Regions from separate parts of the Mus musculus genome. Here region 2 is linked to region 1. The links are chromatin contacts, called in public HiChIP or PLAC-seq maps. All regions are on one chromosome and are shown on one strand. The core of a region is the stretch at or near the end of the contact, and the rest is flanking DNA. Distances in the headings are between cores, read along the strand shown.

The links. HiChIP or PLAC-seq counts read pairs in DNA pulled down with a chosen protein or histone mark.
Region 2: a contact with region 1 is called in an H3K4me3 HiChIP or PLAC-seq map of the SCID.adh cell line, with 21 read pairs. The contact joins the enhancer-like site here to the promoter of Lclat1 in region 1. A contact is called at or near these places in 2 of 39 promoter capture datasets (cancer-associated fibroblasts and neural stem cells), 3 of 15 datasets of contacts at CTCF or cohesin (CD8 T cells, the NIH/3T3 cell line and pro-B cells), 27 of 484 Hi-C or Micro-C datasets (B cells, the C10 cell line, CD8 T cells and 19 more), 21 of 115 datasets of contacts at active chromatin or transcription factors (the 230-238 cell line, the HPC-7 cell line, PVALB interneurons and 18 more) and 2 of 9 other capture datasets (adipose tissue and liver).

Annotation. Positions count from the first base shown.
Region 1 is chr17:73,103,659-73,110,935 of GRCm38.p6, forward strand. Lclat1 (lysocardiolipin acyltransferase 1) reads left to right here and starts at 4,327. Exons shown (of 6, transcript NM_001177967.1): 1 at 4,327-4,498.
Region 2 is chr17:72,934,238-72,941,514 of GRCm38.p6, forward strand. Lbh (limb-bud and heart) reads left to right here. Exons shown (of 3, transcript NM_029999.4): 3 at 5,019-7,277. The coding sequence ends at 5,207. Among named protein-coding and RNA genes, the nearest start is that of Lbh, 20 kb to the left of the region's middle. Within about 2 kb of position 4,789, at least 91 of the 459 cell types and tissues checked have an H3K27ac peak or open chromatin away from gene starts, as enhancers often do. A contact at or near this core is called in CD8 T cells, CD8 central memory T cells, DN3 thymocytes and 14 more, where this site is marked.

The DNA.
Region 1 (7,277 bases), core at 3,077-5,576:
TCCTATTTCAAATGCTGTGTGAACCAGGAAGGCCGTGGGCTGCAGGAGTGGTTGCTTTAGGCCTTCAGTTAAGTGTCTGTGGCCTTTACTAGCTCTGTGTGTTCCTTCTACTCCATACCACTGGAGAGAGTTGTTTTTAATCTTGTTGGCAATAATTCACTTGGCCCTTCCTCGAAGTCTATTACTGGGCACATATTCTACTTTGTTACTATCACATTTGGCAGAAAGAGAAGGAGAGAAAGGAGGAGGAGGAGGGAGAGGAGGAGAAGAAGAAGGGGAAGAAGCAGCAGTGGCAATTACATGGCCATATAGGTATATAATAGTAACAAAACCAGTAAGAACTACAACGGGGGGGGGGGGGGGTTACTATTTGTGATGCTATTTCCCTGAGCATTGCAGAGAGTGTCCTATTAAATGTGCCTATTAAATCAGGCTCATGAGGCTGAGCTATTTATCAGCTGTATATTGTATTGCAGGAAATCAAGAAAGATTTAGAAACTGCAGAGAAATTACCCTTCTGGGTAGTAGAATAGATTAATACCATCCTATAAACCTATGGGCACATTTTTTTATTTCCTACCTCAAAATTAAAAAGACAAGACATATAACTAGATAAGAATTCTAATTGTAGAATAGGGAATACAGACACGCCAGATTGCTCCTATCGATTCCTCTACGCAGAAGCAACTGTTGCTAGAGATTCTCTTGTGTCTTCCCAGAGATTGCCAGGCACGAGCAGTCACACGCAGGCTCCTTGAAGAAGCTAGTGCCGACTTAGTGTTCCTAGTGCAGTGGATGTTGTTAGGATTCTTTCAGTCACCTGATGCTCCGAACTCTGGTCGCTAATGGATCTCAGATATTCTTCTTCTCCAGAGGAGAATTCCTTCAGAGGAATGTGAGCACCTTGCTGCGCTGGTTCCGTACCGCATCCTCAAGTTACCCGTTCTTGATAGCTGATCAATATAGGAATATAACACAAAGGAATCAACTCCTTTGCCTCAAGGCGGTTGTAAGCATTCCAAGCAATTCCTGCTGAAGCTGGTCTCTAGCTGAGACCATGTTGCTACTTTCCTCTCTCCTCTCCCTAATCTGTTTCTTTCACCTCCACCTTCTTCTCTTGAGAGCAAGAGTCTTGTAAGCACATCTTTGCTTCAGCACCCCCTGCCCCCAATTCTAGGAAGCCACCAGCAGGAGGTGGTCCTAGGAAGCCAACAAAAGATGGCATTCTCAAGAGGACAGGAAGGAAAATGAGAACAAGTCCCATTGCTAGGCAACCGATCCCATAGCTACTTACTGAACTATTAACAGTACCTGGGCTAGCATGGCAGATGACTTTGCTGAACAAGGAAGGGTGCAGGAGGAGAAGTGCGTTAGCTGCTTTGGAGACTGACGGGTTTGAAGAAAATACTGTAAGGACTTGGAGATTAGTGACTATTATTATATAAGCAACACGGAACTGGAAGACAAGGTCAGTAGATTTTTAAAAGACTTTTCGACACATGCATCCTAACTGAAGACTAGGTATAACCCCAGAAATTTAAGAGCTAGCTAGCTAGTCATCTTGGACATATTTCCAATGCCAAAGTTGGGGTGCTGACCCAGAAACAGCAGAGCATGCCTTGGAGTGAGGCTTACTTGAGAACTTGGAACCCTCAGATTCAAGTAGGCCTCTTTGCCTCTGTTGGAAGATACAGGGTCCACTTACTTGGGTCTGTGTGGCAAATCTCATCTTGTCTTGACAGTTGAGGAGGGAAATCAGTGTCCCACCTCCCATGGTCTGAGCTCTGGGAGCCAACTCTAATATACTGCTGGGATGACTCTTAAAATCCAGGGAAAGCAAATGACCACGTTGAAAGAGAGATCCCAGAACTCTCATGGTACAATGTGGAAATAGAAATAAAAACAAAAAAAATCAGAGAAACTGCAAATGGATTGGCCAACTGACTAGAAACTTTTCTGGCTCCCTCTGTCCCCCACAGCAAGGGCCTGGATGACATTGCTTATCACTCCGAGGCTCAAGGCTCTGCCAGAGAGTAACAGCATCACTGAGAAGCTCAGAGGTGTTTGTCTTCTAAAAGCAGGACATGTCTAATGGGACTGTTGTTATTTATAATAGTCGCATCGGGGAATGAAAGATGCCAGAGGAGCCGAGACAGTTCTGAGAAGCAGTGACAATCTAATTACCATAATGGATGGCAAGGTTGAAGTGGCATCCAGGGATCTTGACCTGACCTTCTGAAGATGGCTGATGGAACATAGCATCCTTTTCTTTAGGCAGGGGGTATGTGGGCAGACGATAATGGTACTGTATAATATATAGTCTGAGCTGATGAGCGATAAGTGAAAAAGTGGGTTCAGACGTCACCCCAGTAGAAAATTCTAATCTGCTGCTCAATTTCAAGACCTGAGAGGACTCTTAGGCTGCAAGGACTGAAGGAGAGACTGCTGTACATGAGGACCCACGTTTCTTCTTCTTCAGTCCTTTTCCAAAGTCTCTTATATGCTATAGATCAGGCTGGCTTGGAACTCACAGAGATCTGCCTGTTTCTGCCTCTCCAATTCTGGAATTAAAGTTGTGAGCCACCACTGCCTAGCCCCCCCCCCCTTTTTTGTGTCTTAAATAACTACAGACTGGGGAAAGAAAAGTACTCTGATTTATTTTTATGTTGAGAAATGTTGGTTAAAGGATCTAAGTTGAGGGGGCTATCCTGGAGTCTCGGGTATCCATCTTTCTTCACTACTCTCCTTTAATCCATTAGAACAAAAGAGGAATCTCTAGTAGAGGGAAGGCTATGTATAGACTCTTTAAATCCTCAGAGAACTCACAGCGGTGCATTCTTGAGAGGTTCTGGGGGATCCCCATGTTAAGTTCAAAACAATGACAAGCCTTAAAATTCCTAAGATTTTCCCAGAACTCTTGAGTTTAGAGACAAAAGTGAGGTCCGTTCAACCTCTGAGGGATAACTGCATTTTTGTGCTGCTTTTTTTCCTTCGTTGTATTTTCTGTTTTCTAATACAATTGTGGCACATCTCAAACACTTAAGTATTGAATAAAGGTAAAGGAGAGGTAACGCTGGCTCTGAGCGCGAAGGCACCTTGCATTTGTTTTTTAAAATTTAGAGTCTTGCAGAGGCAGTCTCCTGGCTCTGTTATGGGGACTGCTGGGACTACAGGCATGTACTACCACACAAGGCTACCCTGAACTTAAAAATTCATTTCTCTCTGTTTCATGTTAAATAAACAGATTAAATGAATAAACATAAATGAAAAGCTGTTGAAAGGCTCTGTCGGCTATGTGTGGACATTTCATATTTTTAAAGATGTCTATTATCTGTTAAAAGTCAGCAAGAAGGTATTGTGCAGGGGAAACGCAAAGAGGTTAAATTAACCAGTCTCTAGCATCCAGGTGCTTAGTCTGGTAGGTTTGGAGCCAGATCCAACACTGTAGAAAGGCACAAAGACCTTTCCAAAAGAGTGTCCTACAAAACCAAACCAAACCAAACCAAACTTAAAAAAAAAAAAAAAAACCCAAAAAACCAACAAACAGAAAAAAAAAAAAAAACCAAAAAAACCAACAAACAGAAAAAAAAAAAAAACCCAAAAAACCAAACAACAACAACAACAACGACAAAAACCCGACAGCAACATAAAAACTGATTGGGCCATCCAGAAGAGGAAACGTTGAGACTTGAGCAAACACTGCGAATTAGCAACAGTTGCGCACCACAGAACCTGGAGTTGCTTTTTGACTTGGGGCAAGAAAATAACGCTTGTCATTTAGTGTCTCTGCGTTTTCCATCCTGCAACTTTAGGGGTTGAATGAAGGTGCGTTTAGTTTTACACCATCAGGAACCTGGCTCTAGAACTGACTGCGTGATCATTTGCTCTTTACATGAGGCAAGAAAGTAAGAGTTGTAAATGATTGCCTCCGATTTATTTTCCATGAGGTAACCTCAGGCGTTGAAGGTGTCTTGAGTTTTGTGCCAGCAGAAACTCAGGCTCTAGAATTGGCTGGATACTAAATTGCCCTTTGATTCCTGACGTAAACGTTAGGCTTGCAAATGAGTGCTCTAGCTTTGCCATCCCCCTACGCAACCACTAGATTCCCCGGAGACCACCGCTTGAGTTCTCATTTTTGGTTTCTTGCTCCTCTACCCCTACCAGCTTTGGCAGGCATCTGCGCCTGGCCACACTGATCTGGGGCGCGGTTCCTTTAAAGGAGCTTAGACGACGCCCGGGGTCTCTCCCCACTGCGGAGCAGGGGCGGAGCGCCCGGTTCAAGGGCTTCCCACGCAGCCGGAGACGCCTTGCGTCACTGCGCCAGGAGCCAATCAGGGTGGAGCCCGGAGGGACGCATTACTAAGGCGACGGGGCTCGACGCCTCCCCGCTTCGGGATGAATTAGCGGCGGGTTCTTCTCCCAGGTTGTGACCCCCGTGGAGTCGCTGTCTCGCCCCAGTGTCCCCGCGACGTCGCGCGTTTCCCCCGGTGTGTCCCAGGTGCGCGGCCCGCGGTGTCAGGTGTGGGCTTCGGCGCGGGAACATGGCGGCAGCCAAGGGATTTTTTTTTCCCGAGTGGGCGGATGGAGAGCTGCGGCTCGGCGGCTTTTCCCCGGAGCAGGCCTCCTCGGGTGGGCCCTGGGGGACGGACACTGGCGGGAATTGGGTGGAGGGCTTAGGGCGATCGGCTCTTGGGAGGGAGGCCGAAGCCTCCAGAGCTGATCAGGATGCGGGGGCGAGGAGCGTCGGGTGCCCCTTCTGTGCTCACCTTCCTGTCCACACCACACCTCGGTGAAACCCGGGAGCTGCCGGGTCCCCCTACACCGCCTACGGTGTGTCAGGGTCCAGATTCCAGGAGCACAAGGCTTTCCAGGGGTCGCCACGTGAACGGCCCACAAGAGAGTTTTTCAGGGTTCAAGCAGTTTGTTTCTTGCAGGTGACAGAGGTGTGCCCTAGGTCTAGGTGGCAGTGCCACAGAAAGAACGATAGGCCACATTGAAGGCTGACTTCGAGTCCAATTTTCCTTTTTATTGGCATTCGCTCTAGCTAAGGGCTGGCCTCTCATGGTCCTTGCCTCTGCCCTTGTATTGGTGCGATAACAGGCGTGCTTCACCACGCCCACCTGGCAGGTTTGGTCTCTCAGGTTGTATCTTTTTTGTTGTTCTTTTTTTGTTTGTTTTTGTTTTTGTTTTTTTTTTCGAGACAGTGTTTCTCTGTATAGTCCTGGCTGTCACTTTGTATCACTATGTAGACCAGGCTGGCCTCAAACTCAGAAATCTGCCTCTGCCTCCGAAATGCTGTGATTAAAGGCGTGCTCCACCACGCCCGGCTTCTCAAGTTGTATCTTAACATCTAAGATTATGTTTGACCAGAAGCAATAAAGACAAGGCATAAGGTGTTTCTTTGTGGTTGTGGAGCTGTTTTGTTTCCTGGTTCTTGCCTGAAGGCTTAGTCGCCTCTGATTGGATGTAGACAGAGCTGAGTTTTACATTCAGTTAAGTCCAAGGAAAGTATTGAAAAAGAAATTGGTGAAGGCCTTACCAAGATAAAATGCTTCCCATTCATACCCATCACGTGTTTCGGGAAAGAAACCCCCTGTCACAAAAAGTTTAAAGAGTTGGATGGGCTACTTTTTAAAATACTATTTTGATGAAAGACTTTGCAAAATTCATGTATTAAAAAATTTGTATTTGTGTATGCGAGGCTGCATGAGTTTATATTCACCACACAGTGTGGTGACACTGGAGCTGGAGTTTCAGATGGTTTTTGAGTCACCTAATGTGGGTGTGGGGAACCCAACCCTGCTCCCTTAAAAGAGGAGTAAGTGCTTTAAACCATTGAGCTATCACGCCAGGCCTTAGACTTAGGTGTTTTTGATTTAGTAAAGGAATTGAAAAGACACAGAGCACTTAGCTTCAGTCCTAATAGCTTCTGTCTCAGGGGTGCCCCGAGTATCTTGCACTGTGGTTTCCACGTGGCTTTAATTTGAGCAAATGTTCCCACCAGGTCTAAAGAGGTTGGCTCCTGCATACGTTAGGAGGGACTCTTTCAAACTGAATCTGGGGAGATAGAGTCAGTTTGGCCTAGGATTGAGGTTATATGTAGTGGTAACTAGGTGGCTGCTGCTTCTGCTTCTTCTTCTTTCTTTCTTTCTTTTTTATTATTATGTATTTTCCTCAATTACATTTCCAATGCTATCCCAAAAGTCCCCCCTACTCCCCCCCCACTTCCCTACCCACCCATTCCCATTTTTTTGGCCTTGGTGTTCCCCTGTACTGGGGTATATAAAGTTTGTGTGTCCAATGGGCCTCTCTTTCCAGTGATGGCCGACTAGGCCATCTTTTGATACATATGCAGCTAGAGTCAAGAGTTCCGGGGTACTGGTTAGTTCATAATGTTGTTCCACCTATAGGGTTGCAGATCCCTTTAGCTCCTTGGGCACTTTCTCTAGCTCCTCCATTGGGAGCCCTGTGATCCATCCAATAGCTGACTGTGAGCATCCACTTCTGTGTTTGCTAGGCCCCGGCATAGTCTCACAAGAGACAGCTCTATCTGGGTCCTTTCAGCAAAATCTTGCTAGTGTATGCAATGGTGTCAGCGTTTGGAAGCTGATTATGGGGTGGATCCCTGGGCTGCTTCTTCTTATTCTTGTTTTTGTTTTTCCGAGACAGGGTTTCTCTGTACAGCTCTGGCTGTCCTGGAACTCACTCTGAAGACCAGGCTGGTCTGAACTCAGAAATTCGCCTGCCTCTGCCTCCCAAGTGCTAGGATTAAAGGCATGCGCCACCACACCCAGCTAGGTTGCTTCTTAAAATGTGGTAATTATGTAACTTCTGTGAGGTGCTTTGTCTCTGAATAGAGATGACATTCATTGAGGTTTCTAAGGGAGGGGTGTTCATATAAAAGACTTAAAAACAGTATGGTAAGAATTGACGTTTATTAGTTTATTCTGCTGTGCTTGTGGCATGTCAAGGGCCTTATAAGTAAGTGTCAACTTAGTCACCCAACATCCGTGTAAAGTGTGTACTTTAACAGATGAGGAAACTGGAGCTCGTTGACATTTAAGTCATTTGTCCTAAACCATACAGCTGGCATTGTGAGTCCAGCCTATGGCTCTCTTTCTTTCTTGTACTGGGATTGAATTCAGGGGCTTGCACATCTAAACAAGTATTCTATCACTGAACTATACCCAGCCCCCTTTTTTTATTTTTTAGAGACAGGCAGGGTGTGATAGCTATTCAACTTGACTCTATCTGAAATGAACTACAGTCCAGAAATG
Region 2 (7,277 bases), core at 3,539-6,038, 170 kb before region 1:
TCCAAATTTATAGAGGAGGGAGGAGGGGAGGGCTGGCTCAGCATCAGAACCCCACCCCCTTCCCCAGCCACCCTGCAGAGTCCAAACCACTTCCTCCTTTCATTCAAGGGGCCCAGAGGAACTAAGGTGATCCAACCAAGACCACAGAGATAGCAAGAGTTAGCGGCCAGGTAAAAGCCAGACCTCCTGGCCCACCTGTAGGCACAGGGTGCTATTTTTCCATAGCTGGCTTGGGGGTTGGTTCTTTGTTGCTCTTTGCAACTGGAGAGGTTAAAGGCTTTCTGTGTAGTTTTGTGTGCACGGTGTCTTAGAGAGCTAGCCTGACTCTTTCTCCCAAGCCTTCTGTCCTCCTTCCCACCGCAGCTTCTCCTGCCCTCTGCTCCTCCTCAGCCAAGAGGAGCAGGGGATCCTGGCCTGCCAGCGGCTCCGCTTGCACAGCTGGTAATTAGCCCTTTGTGTCCAGCTAAGCACCTTTCATCTGCCCCACCTGCTGGTGTCTTCTTTCCCCATTAGCATCTCCCAGCTCCTTGCTGAGCCTCCACCCTCTCTGTGGCCAGATCATCTTGTTTGTCAGAGATGATGGCCGGGCAGTGCACAGACAGGGAAGGGCCACAAAGACCAGACTTGCTCACATTTTCCATAGTAGGTGCCAGGCAACTCTTTCTTATCCCCACCCCAGAGACAGCTAGGTTTAGGTCACCTGGCTCAAAGGCAGACAGCTGATAGCTAAGCCTCCAAATTTGGGGCCTTTGGAGGCCTAGTTTTTTCTTTTGGTTCCAATCTGTTCATGATAGGGGAGCTCACTCACTAGCAACTCTCTAGCCTAAGCACAAAGGCTACTGATGAGTTTATGGTCTTTGGAAACCTGGCCTCAGCCCCACAGCTCTCTGTTCTGAGGCTGCTCATGTTGGTCAGCCAGTCCAGTCGCCCTCAGTCTCCCTGAAAGCCCTGTTTTCATTGTTCTCATAATTAATTATATAGCCTGAATACAGTAGCTGCTTACATTTTTTAAATTAAATTTGTGTTTATTTAAATCAAATGTAAAATTTGGCTATCTTTCAAGGGCCCAGTTAGCTACCCGTGACGAGTGGCCGTGGTACCGGACAGCACAGAGAACATTTTCATTACAGCAGAGTATTTTCTTGGACTACACTAGCCAGAAACTCTAGTATGTTGGCGTCTAGATCACATGACACAGACCTTGATCATTCTGAAACTCCCTGTCCCTTTCCATGGAATCCTCTCAAGTTCCCAAAATGTCAGGACCCATGGTGATGAGAGGGCACCTGGCAAAGGGTACCGCTCCCGAGGTGTCCCCTGTGAAATTCAGTCACGAAGGCTGCACGCATGCTGTTCATGTAGAACCCAAGATGTTCTTGGGAGCATGTGTGATTGACAAGATCCTATTCCCTTTGTGTAGGTGGGAACTTGGTGTTGATTAGTTCCGTCCATGCCATCATCCTGGGCGTCCCCTGTGTGACAGTAGGGTAGTGATGGCAGAGACGGGAAGGGATAGGGCTGAAGAAAACACAGTTGCCTGCTGGATGCTTCTGAACTTGCCCTGCAGGGGATGAGGGTAGGAGATCCCCATCAGAGCTTCCCATACCTCCTGAAGAACCTCTTTGTAGAGGGATTTTCCAGTTTGTTTGTTTGCAGCTCTGAGAGAAGATGGGGCTCTTTGGACTTGAAGGTTTAACTAGAAGCAGTGTTTCTGAGCAGAGCATTTCTTGGTTCTGCCAGGTTCCGCTGAGGCAGCCCAGCGTGCAGTACTTTGTTTGCTTGCCACCCCAACCGTACCTGTCATGTGCTCTGCAAGTCCAACGGGAGAGTTCTTTTTCATTTTTTTTTTCCATTGCCTTCCCCACCCCATCAAATTGTAGCTGCAGCCTCTCATTTTTCTGCTGCCTAGATGATTAAAAACCATGACTTAGTGGAAAAATGCTGACCTCTTCCGGGTCAGCCTCTTAAGCAGCTGCCTGAGATAAGACTGGGCTGGAAAAGACTCAGAAACACTCTTGCAAGGCTTTCTGGCTTTTCCCGGAGAAACAAAAGAGGCTGTTTTGGTGCAGGACGTGTTCTGTTGTTGTTTGTTTTTTTATTTTTTGGAGAGAGCTATGGTTCTCAGAAGCACAAATCTTTGTGATCTGATAATGAAAGAAAATCTCTGATGGAAGGGGTATATCAATTATTATAGTGATTTTTTTTTTTTTTACAAATACAATGACTTGTAAAAATAACTTTTTCTCTTTAATGGTTCCTGCTTTGAGTAGGTCACAGTGCAAAGGTCTTTGGCAAGTACCACAGTATCAGACTCTCAATGCTCAGATTGCTCCCCCACCCCCACCCCCTACGGAGGACTTAAAAGACTTGGCTGTGGAGCTTTTGGTATGAAAGCCATTGGTGGATATTGTTTTCATGACTGTGTTAGAAGGATGGCTTCACGCTTGGAGCATGGAAACTAACGCTGCATCTGAGGGGGCCATTGCAAAGAAGACATTGTTGTTTGAATTTTGTTTCTGCCCTCAAGCATTGTATTACTTCTGTGTTGGCCAAGAACTTGGACGCCATCTTGTGTGATAAGAAGGCCATTTCATTTCTCTGGAGGAGAAACTGAGCGGGGGTGGGGGGGTGGGGGGGTGGGGGAGCTTGAGAGGCCTTGACAGGGGTCATGCAGTGGATGTCAAGGGAATAATACGAATCCAGAGCCAGTGCCTTAGCCCTATGTCCTCAAAGGAATGGACATCCGGGTCCTTTAGACATCTGGGTCCAGGAGCAGCTGATTTCTAGGAATGTAGCCTCTTCCTCCTCCTCCTCCTCCTCCTCCTCCTCCTCCTCCTCCTCCTCCTTCTTCTTCTTCTTCCCCCCCCCCCTTAGGAATGTACAGCTATCTACTTTATACTGTTATCATGGAGACAGAGGCTCTGCTCTGCTATGGCTGGGCTCATCAGCACTGTCTTCCATACAACACAAGCATCGCTTTGCTAACTCATAGTAAAATCAGTTGCTCTGCTTCTGCCGGCCTGGGTTGCCCGAGTCCTTTGTGATAGTCTGTGGCTTGAGAGGTCATGTGTATCCTGGGTCTATCCTACCTAGTTCAGAATGAGATCTGAATGCTAGCTCTGCCTTTTGACCTTCAGGGTCCCGGATGCTTGCTAACCCCGGGGTGGTAGTGCTGTCTCGGTGAAGTCCTATCTGATAGAGCTTTGTAAACTAAAGAGTGCTTTCATCATCGGGGAGCCCCTGCATCACACCTCAGAGCTCATGCTTGGAAGATGCCTTATGTCCTCACCTTCAGGAAGGGGCTCAGCTCCATAAAAGCAAGTAAACGACCCCCCCCCCAACCTAGCTGATCCACTTTCCGCTCACACTCATTAGTGTGAACCCGCCACCAAGTCAACAAGGGCAAACATCAGAGCGGGTAGTGTGACAGGACATGGTGGCCAGTTTCTCCAGACCTCTCTGACCCGCCTGGGTCCAGCCCCTCCCTGGTTTGTTTTCCTTCTGGCAGCTATTACGATACATTTTATGAGCCCTTTTAAGTCTTTAATGATGCGTACTCCTGCAGCTGGCTTAAGGCTTAATCCCAAGCAATAGGCCTTTATTGGATAAATGGTTAATAATCACTGGTCTGTAGGGATTGGGACGATTTGTGAGGCCCGTGATTCTCAGAAGCCCCACGCGGGCTTCCGAGTGCATCTAGGAGATCAGACACCCTGGGAGACCTCAGATGTTCGGTGGGATAAGCATTTCTTCTGCCCTCCGAGTACAGCAAAACAGGCAAGTTTCCAGGATTTCTCCCAACGCCTGTTTCCATCCACTTGAATTTGAACAGACTGTGTGACCTTCAGTGAAGTCCCCTTTCCCCCTCTGGGGCCTGGGTTTCCTGTCTGTCAGACAGAGAGGTGGGAGGAGATGGCCTTGAAGGTGCCAAGTGTCAGTGATCTGGTGAGCCCCAGATTTCCCAGACCAGAGCTCCTCTCTCCTCTTGGGCGTGTCACTGAGGGCTATGAATGGCAAGGGACCAGCAGCTCGGTGGATTAAGTGCTTAGCTACTGGGCAAAGAATTGGGTCAGCTGTAGTCACAGGGCAGTATGTGCAAAGCAAAGCCAGACTTGGCCCCTAGTTTTATAGCCTGGCTCAGTGTTTCGGTCAGCACTGGGAAGGACCCACATAAGTGGACTGGGGCCTCTTCCACGGGACTCTGGGAGGAGATTGGAGTCTTCCAGGTGTACTGATGGCAAGAAGCCAGGACTCGCTCACAGGTGAAAAGGGAAGGCACTGTGGATGCTTTTCCCAGGCAGCTTGTGACTGGAGGCCTTGACTGGATCTGGATCTGGCTTAGACTTGGCAGTTGCGATGAGATCCAAAAGGCAGGTGACACAGGAGCATGGGAGCAAGCACACCTGAGGTTGAGCCTTAGTTCCGTCCAGGCTAGAAGGGCCTAGATGACTAGTTTGCCCAAGCCTGGGACTTTTAACATAACCCGAACAACACTTGATTTTTGACTGTGTTAGTTTAAAACGATGAACGATTTGGTTGTTTATTTCTTCTGGGCACCAATAATTATTCTGGCAGAAATGTAATGTTTTAGCGCCTGCTGTATGGTGTGGATTGCAGGCATTAACTGCTTGCTTATTCCAAAGCAAAGCCCGGCATACCGTGAGAAACGTGATCTTTTTTTATTCTTTTATCTAGAAGTAAAGCACTAGAAACAGAGTTACACCCACCCTCTTGTTCAGTGGTATGGTCCACAAAATTTTAGCTTTAGGATTGGGAAAAAAAATCTGGCTTAGAGATAGTTTTCTCTAGAACGTATTCCCCTGGATTCTGTCTTACACCCACAGTGTTTAGAAGGCAGAACATAATCCTTGGAAGACAGCCAGTGTTCTCTCTCTCTCTCTCTCTCTTTCTCTCTCTCTCTCTCTCTCTGTGTGTGTGTGTGTGTGTAAAGAAAGAAACACGTTTCTCTTTCAGATGTATATATGACCAGATGTCTGCGTTGTTCTTTAAATTTTCAGATCTTTCCGGACCCATCAGACTTTGACCGTTGCTGCAAGCTGAAGGACCGCCTGCCCTCCATAGTGGTGGAACCCACTGAAGGGGAGGTGGAAAGCGGGGAGCTCCGGTGGCCTCCTGAGGAATTCCTGGTCCAGGAGGATGAGCAAGACAACTGTGAAGAGACAACAAATGAAAAGAAGGACCAGTAGAGTCCACGCAGGCTCGCCTGGGTCATGCCAGCCAGCACACCTGAACTGTTTTTCCCATGGTGATGGAAGAAGAGAATGAGCCACAGTCATTGTGAAAATGTCAAACGAGGCTTCCGTTTTGCACCTGAAAATCACCGAGTCGGTTTTCTTTTCTTCTTCTTTTTTTTTTTTTTTTTTTTTTTTGGTTTGTTTTTAAATTCGTTGAGCAATGGAGCCCTCTGACAACTTGCAAGGCTGAGAAAGGAAGTTGCTGAGAACAGGGGTGGAGGGGGGGGTGGGGGGAAGGGGTGCTGCTTCGAAGATCCCTATCTGAACTCTAGTGCCAGAGGCAGTGCGTGCACATGTGTGTGTGTGGGGGGGGGTGCAGTTCGGGCTGAGGGGGTGAGCAAATGAGCAAGAAAGATTTTGGATTAGAAGAAGAACAACAACAACAACAAAACAAAACAAAACAAACTCTACACTTTTAAAGAGAACTACAGCCAGGAAGTGCTGCTCTTTCCAGCATTTGTCCTGGCTACTGGGGCATCTGACAACCAAGTCCTTATCTCCTGCTCTGTTGCTCACAGCCACCAGCCTTTGTTTTCATTTCAAGTGTGTTTGGTCACCCACAGAGAAGTCGGGCCAGGTAAACTGCCTAGGAAGCCAGATGGAGGGATACAGAGGAAAGGAAGACTCCACCACCATTCCCCAGATGCTTCAGGCTGTCAGAGTCCCCAGGGACCTGGGAGGCTTTAAGACATAGTACTTTTGAGTTTTTCTCCCTATTTACCCCCTTCTGCCTCCCAGTATATAAGGGGAACAGCCAGAGCACTTCCTGCCCTTGTGAGGCACTCCAAGGCTGCAGCCTGAATAGGGAGTGCCTCCTCCCACGGTGGATCTCCCAAGAATTCTTATGTAATCTCTATGGAGCAGGAGGGTAGAAGTGTCGGCTTTCTCAGGCCTGCCCTTCCTTTCTCCTTTGGCCACAGCAGTCAGGTGGACGGTCCCCAGCTATGCTGTGGCCTGTCACTGTTCATCTGACCTGCAGCAGGGCCACTCCAATGGGTTTCCCAGCCCGGCTTCCATGGGCGCTAAAAGCAGAGTGTGCTTCTTGGTTGGGAAGCTGGCTAGCGGGCTTCCATGCAGGGGCCTGGGTGGTGCCGCATTGATTCCCATGTGGGAATCAGCCCTCCAGTGGAGCAGCTGTGGCATCCAGTTTGAGACAGTAGCTGTTGTGAGATCACGGCTTCTCCTCTTGTTGCTCCTGAGCACAGGTTGGGAGAAGATACAGGGTGTGCTGGAGTATCCTTGTAGAATAGCAGCCTTTATTCCTTCCCCACTTTACCTGTCTCTGGAAAGGGCAGCAGTTGCATGGGGAAATTAACATTTGGATTTAGCTCTGATCATAGCTCAGAACCTTCTGGAATAGCGGGTTAGAGGACAGAATTTTTAGAGCAGGGCTGTTTGGTCAAGAGGTGGACTTAAAGCCTTCCTTAGGCTTCACTTAGCCAACCAAGGCACTCACAAATGTCCCCTCACGTCTCTTGTCAGTCCAGGTTGACCCCCGTCTTTGGACTCGTTTGTCTGGTTCTATTTAATACCTCAAAGTCAGTGTGGCTCTGGGCCACGTTGGGGCAAGAGCGTGGGGGGTGTGCTGTTGACACGGCATTCAGCAAGGTTTGGTTCTGGGATGCCGATGGTCACCCCCTCCCCCGTCTCTTCCCTCTGTCGTCTGCCTGTGATACACACCGATGGCAATAACTTTTTTCCGGCTCCTTGCAGAAGTGGGAGAGGGCTGCAGCCAACCCTGCAACCAGAGAGCTTCTCTCTCTCTTGCTTCCACTCTGCTCTGTTTTGGCTACAGAGATCTGTTCATCCCACTCCTGTTCCCCCGCAGCGTTTCTCATCCCTCGCCTCCCTTTATGGACAGGTGTCTGGCCTTTTAAATTCCCGTGTTGTGGTGTCTTCTCATCCCTACCCCAGTTATCTGTCTTGGTCTTGCCGTGTGATGGGATGTGCTTGTAAATCCAGTATCAAATCAGCTTTGTGTATATGTGTGTCTCTGGGGTGGCTTCTTCCTTTTGCTGGTCA